Regions from separate parts of the Salmo salar genome. Here region 2 is linked to region 1. Evidence: chromatin contacts called from public Hi-C data. All regions are on one chromosome and are shown on one strand. Each heading gives the region's core, a stretch centred on a gene start, on an enhancer-like site or on the middle of the called end of the contact. The rest is flanking DNA. Distances are from core to core; before and after follow the strand shown. Region 1 has its middle 14 kb from the start of LOC106571676. Region 2 holds the start of LOC100194732 (checkpoint suppressor 1-like).

The links. A called contact is a pair of places that touch in the nucleus more often than the background predicts.
Region 2: a contact with region 1 is called in a Hi-C map of blood, with 6 times the contacts expected there. The contact joins the promoter of LOC100194732 here to the enhancer-like site in region 1. A contact is called at or near these places in 3 of 3 Hi-C or Micro-C datasets (blood, gill and muscle).

What each region holds. Positions count from the first base shown.
Region 1 is chrssa15:47,713,767-47,716,525 of Ssal_v3.1, forward strand. No RefSeq gene overlaps it. Among protein-coding and RNA genes, the nearest start is that of LOC106571676, 14 kb to the left of the region's middle. Within about 2 kb of position 1,450, at least 2 of the 13 cell types and tissues checked have an H3K27ac peak or open chromatin away from gene starts, as enhancers often do.
Region 2 is chrssa15:47,761,778-47,764,724 of Ssal_v3.1, forward strand. It overlaps LOC100194732 (checkpoint suppressor 1-like), which reads right to left and starts at 1,424. Exons shown (of 4, transcript NM_001139762.1): 1 at 1,319-1,424.

The DNA.
Region 1 (2,759 bases), core at 200-2,699:
AATCAAAAGTATTGGACTTTAATGATTACAGGAAGTGAATGAATAGTTATGTAACAGGTTGAAAAGGGTCTTGTTATGTTCTGAGCCTTGTTAATGTGAACATTTGAGGTCAATAACAGAGGCCAGTCTAAAGAGCCAATCACAGGCACTGGTCTCAATAACCTAATGATCAATTTACTTATGCGAAGGGTTCAACCGAGCTTTCAAGCATTTGCTTGCTTTTCTGAAACAGAGAATATGTTTCGTTTTTAGTTGCTCTGTGTGGGATGATTTGGGATGATGTGAATAACATGGATATTACATGCTTATTGCTACTGTTGGTTCGGTTTTATTTTTAAGATTAGGGATGAGGTGCAATGGATAGTGACCGTTTTCTTCACTAATATGAATGTAATGTTGTTGTTTTGTATTCTTTGTCTTGTCTTTTAACCATTAGATGTTTTACTTGTTTTTACTATCGAGGACCAAGTGCTTTAATTAATACTTTTTAAGCGCTGTCCTCTGGGAATACAATGTGGTAATGTTTTTACCCAATTCAATTCAATTGAATGTAATTATTTCATGGTCTCTTTCAAGGAGTTGAGTTCAGGTCAACTTTAATCATTGCAACTGGAAGACAATACACCACATAAACATTATTGAAGGTTTCAGAAAAATTGAAAAGAAAAAACAACATTTATACTTTTTTTTTGCCACGGTATTGGACAACGTGATATTTACATGAATGAAATCGATGAAATTGTTTGAAATCGTTCTTTGGCAATGTGATTGCACAACAAGGAAATAATCAAACATTCATTGGAAAACCAACCAAGCTGGGTGCACTCTGCATTACATCGATTCTTCTCATAGAGCAACATAATCATTTGCGTTTGACATCTCTATTCTATGGCTTTCTGACCCTTCTCAAATAGTCATTAACGTGGCAGTATTGTAACGTCTTGTCAGAGTAAACAAACACAAAAAAAGAAAAAAAAATTAATAGAAAACAAAATGGCGGACTGGCTGGCAGGCTGGCTTTGGGTGACTCCCGAATTGCACCATATTCTCTTTATAATGCACTACTTTTGAAAGAAAAGTGCACTATATAGGGAATGTGTTGCCATTTGGGATGCACACTTTGAGCATGGTTTAGTTTGGCAGGTTTTAGTTCAAATAAAATAAGCACATTTGTTTCTCATTCGAGGGCTTTTCAGGCAGTGATAGAGTTTCTTATTTTTCTTCCCTATGCATTAAATTACTCAGTCCTATTTCCCAGTATCGTTCTATTTGTCAAGCAGACCCTTATATGTTCATAACTTCACCTTCCTTCCCTGTATGTCACTGGAAGTGTCCGAAATGGCATCCTATTCCCTATATAGTGCACAACTTTTGAACAGAGCCCTATTAGCTCTGGTCAAAAGTAGTGCCATTTGGGACACAGTCACCATGTGAGTCACTGGAGGAGATGGTGGTTACTTAAGCAACACATTCTCCTTGACTTGCCACGGCAGACTCTACTATTAGTCACCAGTTCACTGACTTCCTACTGCAAATAACACAGAGGGCTTGACCTGTAACACAATAACACTTTTCTAGTGTCAAGAGAGGAAGTGGAGATGGCAGTGAGGTATACAGGGAGTGAGTCTATTTCATGTCAACATTGATAGAAGAAACACATTGAATTGAATAGAATAGTCAGTGTTCCGTATCAAAGTTGATAGAATACTATGACAATGGAACTCTGCTGTCATTTGCTTGTCTAACTCCCAGTCTAGCTGTCAGTCACTCTCAGTCTTTCCCATAAACCCAAAACAAAGTCTGTCTCTCTCTGACTCTGCCTTTCCCTACTGTCTGCACATAACCTCTTTCTAACCCATAATTACCTCTGCTGTTTGTACAGAAACGTGTTCATCATGTACAGTAACTCCACTCTATATACATAAATCCTCAGTCAGTTCATGGTATGGTAACTTTCAACAAAAGGTTTGGCTGTACCAGTTGGAGCCAGTTGAACGGTGGAACATTCTGACAAATTCTAAATTCCATGTCAAACAGGTACATATACTCCGTCCATTTACAGGGAAGTGTCTGCCAGGGAGGAGAAAACTAGGACCCAATGGTAACACATTTACAGAACAAAACGAGAGAAAACACTTTCAGAAATAAAGAAATATGTTCTGTTCAATATGAAAACATGTCAGTTAAAGACATCGGAATACAATTAAGTCTGGAGGGCAGGCACAATGTTAAAGGGTGTATGGTTGTTGGACACACACACTCACACACTATTGATATATTCTGAATAACACTAGAACACTGACACATTTATTGTTTAAGAGGCAGAAGAAGACTGAAGGCCATACTAGAGGCTTTTCAGTTGATCCATCTAGCCTTAGAGCTAACAGACTGGGTTCAAATACTATTTGAAACCTTTCAAATAATTTTACAGTTCGCTTTAGCCTGGCTGGGGTGCCAGGTGGGCGGGGTTTGCACTTTTGGGACTTTACTATTGGTTGCATTGCAACAGGCAAGCTCAATTAAGCACATATTAAATTATTTGAAATAATTTCAAATAGTTTTTGAACCCAGGTCTGTTATACTTAAAGCCCAGAGTAGCAGGGCCTCATAATTGCAGAGTGATTTCCCCATAAAATGTCTCCCTGAAGAAGATATATCATTAAAAGCCCGCTCATCTGAAGAAATACAATATCAATAAACATTTTTTAAATCAAAATTAAATTAAATAAAATTGAGTGTATAAGAATTGGCGGCAAAAC
Region 2 (2,947 bases), core at 174-2,673, 48 kb after region 1:
ACTCATTAATATATAAAAATAGCAGGGCCAATCACCAACACAGACCACAGACACGGAGAGACAGAGACAGAGATTGACACTCTGTCTAACAAGTGAACATTCCCTGCGCTGCCGTGGATACACATTTACACACAGACAGAGATGTAAACACACTCACACTCGAACAAACACACAGATTAAGGACAGGTGAACAAACACATGGAAAGTCACACACAAGATTCTACGATAATACAAAAACAAGTACTGTTGCACGTGTAAATAAAGAGATGCTGGTGAACAGACGAAACACATGAAACACACGCAATAATGACAGACATGCTTGTTCACTCTTATCAAACACAGTGGCCCTGATATGCTGGCGAATACACACACTCCACGATTAGGGAGTCCATTTATTATAAATATATTCTGAGAGAGAGAGAGATGTGGTGTCTGTCTGTCTGTCTGTCTGTCTGTCTGTCTGTCTGTCTGTCTGTCTGTCTGTCTGTCTGTCTGTCTGTCTGTCTGTCTGTCTGTCTGTCTGTCTGTCTGTCTGTCTGTCTGTCTGTCTGTCTGTGTGTGTCTGTCTGTGTGTGTGTAATGTGATGTGATAGTGCTCACCCTGTGCCACGCGCTCTTTCCACTGTTGCTGTGCGTCTGATCAGATCTGCCTCTCTCAACCTATTTGCCGCCTGTCACACTCGCACGTACAGTACCCAGCCCCTTATCCCCATACAAGAGTCCCTTCTTAATCTAAGCTATGACATACAGCTCTATTCATCCACATGCATTACAAGCCTTTACCCAAAGCTGACTAAAACATCACTCTTCTCTCTCTATCCATGGACACAGTGTACAGTATACCAACAACCCTAAACCACAGAGCTCAGCTGATTAAAACCTCCCCATCTCTTCTCTCTCTCTCTCAATTTACTCTCTCTTTCTCTCCTAACATGAGTGGATGGGATCCCCCTGTTCCCTTAAAAGTGTACACTCCTCTGGACCCCTTCCCTCCAGTCTACGACTGTCAACACTCACTTAGACTTTCCCCTTTACTCTCCCTTCAAAACAAACACATAACTATCCCTCGCTCTGTCTCACTGAAAAACACACTGAAAAACACACTGTCTCTCTACTTAGAAGTGCAGAAGCAGCACATGTCAACACTTAACCTCCTTTGGTTGCTAAAGTCTACACACACACACACACACACACACACACACACACACACACACACACACATACATACATACATACATACAGACACACACACACACACACACACACCCCTCCCCCCACCATCACCACAGACAGCGATTGAAAAGAGCCATAAAGTCACCTTAGAATCCTTCTGTTGTCCAGACGAGCCCCTTCCTTCCTTTCCTCCTCTCCGATAGTTCTACCTCTCCTCGCCTAGTCTGCAATGTCAGTTCCCTCCACTGAGCCTGAGCCCCTCCATTTCCGCCCCAGCTCTGCGTTTCTGGCACTGAGCAACACAGGCGACTGACTGCGTTCCTGTAGTCTCGCTCTCGCTCTCTCTCTCTCTCTCTCTCTCTCTCTCTCTCTCTCTCTCTCTCTCTCTCTCTCTCTCTCTCTCTCTCTCTCTCTCTCTCTCTCTCTCTCTCTCTCTCTCTCTCTCTCTCTCTCTCTCTCTCTCTCTCTCTCTCTCTCTCTCTCTCTCTCTCTCTCTCTCTCTCTCTCTCTCTCTCTCTCTCTCTCTCTCTCTCTCTCTCTCTCTCTCTCTCTCTCTCTCTCTGCCCTCAGCTCTCTCTCTCTCTCTCAGTAGGGTTGTGTGTTCCACAGCTCAGCCAGTCAGCCTGCCTGGCCCACCAACAGGAGTCCCAGTCTTCTCCAGGGTCCTAGTGCTAGTGGTGTTCTCTGAAAGAATGCCATTGTCTCTGAGCAGAGCCCTCCCTCCCTCAGAGCGTCAGCAGGTTACCAGGGCAACGAGGGCCTGCCTAGAGGGAGGTGATCAGTTCATGCTGTTCAGAGGCTCCAGTAGGCTAGACTGACTAGCTGACTGACTGGCTGACTGACTGGCTCACTGACTGGCTGACCGACTGAATGACTTTCTCAACACAGGAAACAATTAACTAAAGAAAGAAGCATTGATCCTTTGTCGTTTATACATTCTTAATTCAAGTGACTATATATATATATATATATATACAGTACCAGTCAAAAGTTTGGACACACCTACTCATTCAAGGGTTTTTCTGTATTTTTACTATTTTCTACATTGTAGAATAATAGTGAAGACATCAAAACTATGAAATAACACATATGGAATCACGTAGTAACCAAAAAAAGTCTTAAACAAATCAAAATATATTTAGATTTAAGATTCTTCAAAGTAGCCACCCTTGCCTTAATGGCAGCTTGCACGCTCCTGGCATTCTCTCAACCAGCGTCACGAGGTAGTCAATTGGAATGCAATTCAAATAATAGGTGTGCCTTGTTAAAAGTTAATTTGTGGAGTTTCTTTCCTTCTTAATCGGTTTGAGCCAATCAGTTGTGTTGTGACAAGGTAGGGGTAGTATACAGAAGATAGCCCTATTTGGTAAAAGACCAAATACATATTATGGCAAGAACAGCTCAAATAAGCAAAGAGAAACGACAGTCTATCAATACTTTAAGACATGGAGGTCAGTCAATCCAGGAAAAACCAAGCGTTATGATGAAACTGGCTCTCATGAGGACCGCCACAGGAAAGGAAGACCCAGAGTTACCTCTGCTGCAGAGGATAAGTTTATTAGACTTACCAGCCTCAGAAATTACAGGCCAAATAATTTCTTCACAGAGTTCAAGTAACTGTCACGCCCTGACCTTAGAGTTCCTTTTTATGTCTCTATTTTGGTTTGGTCAGGGCGTGAGTTGGGGTGGGCATTCTATGTTCTATTTTCTATGTTTTGTATTTCTTTGTTTTGGCCTGGTATGGCTCTCAATCAGGGACAGCTGTACTTCGTTG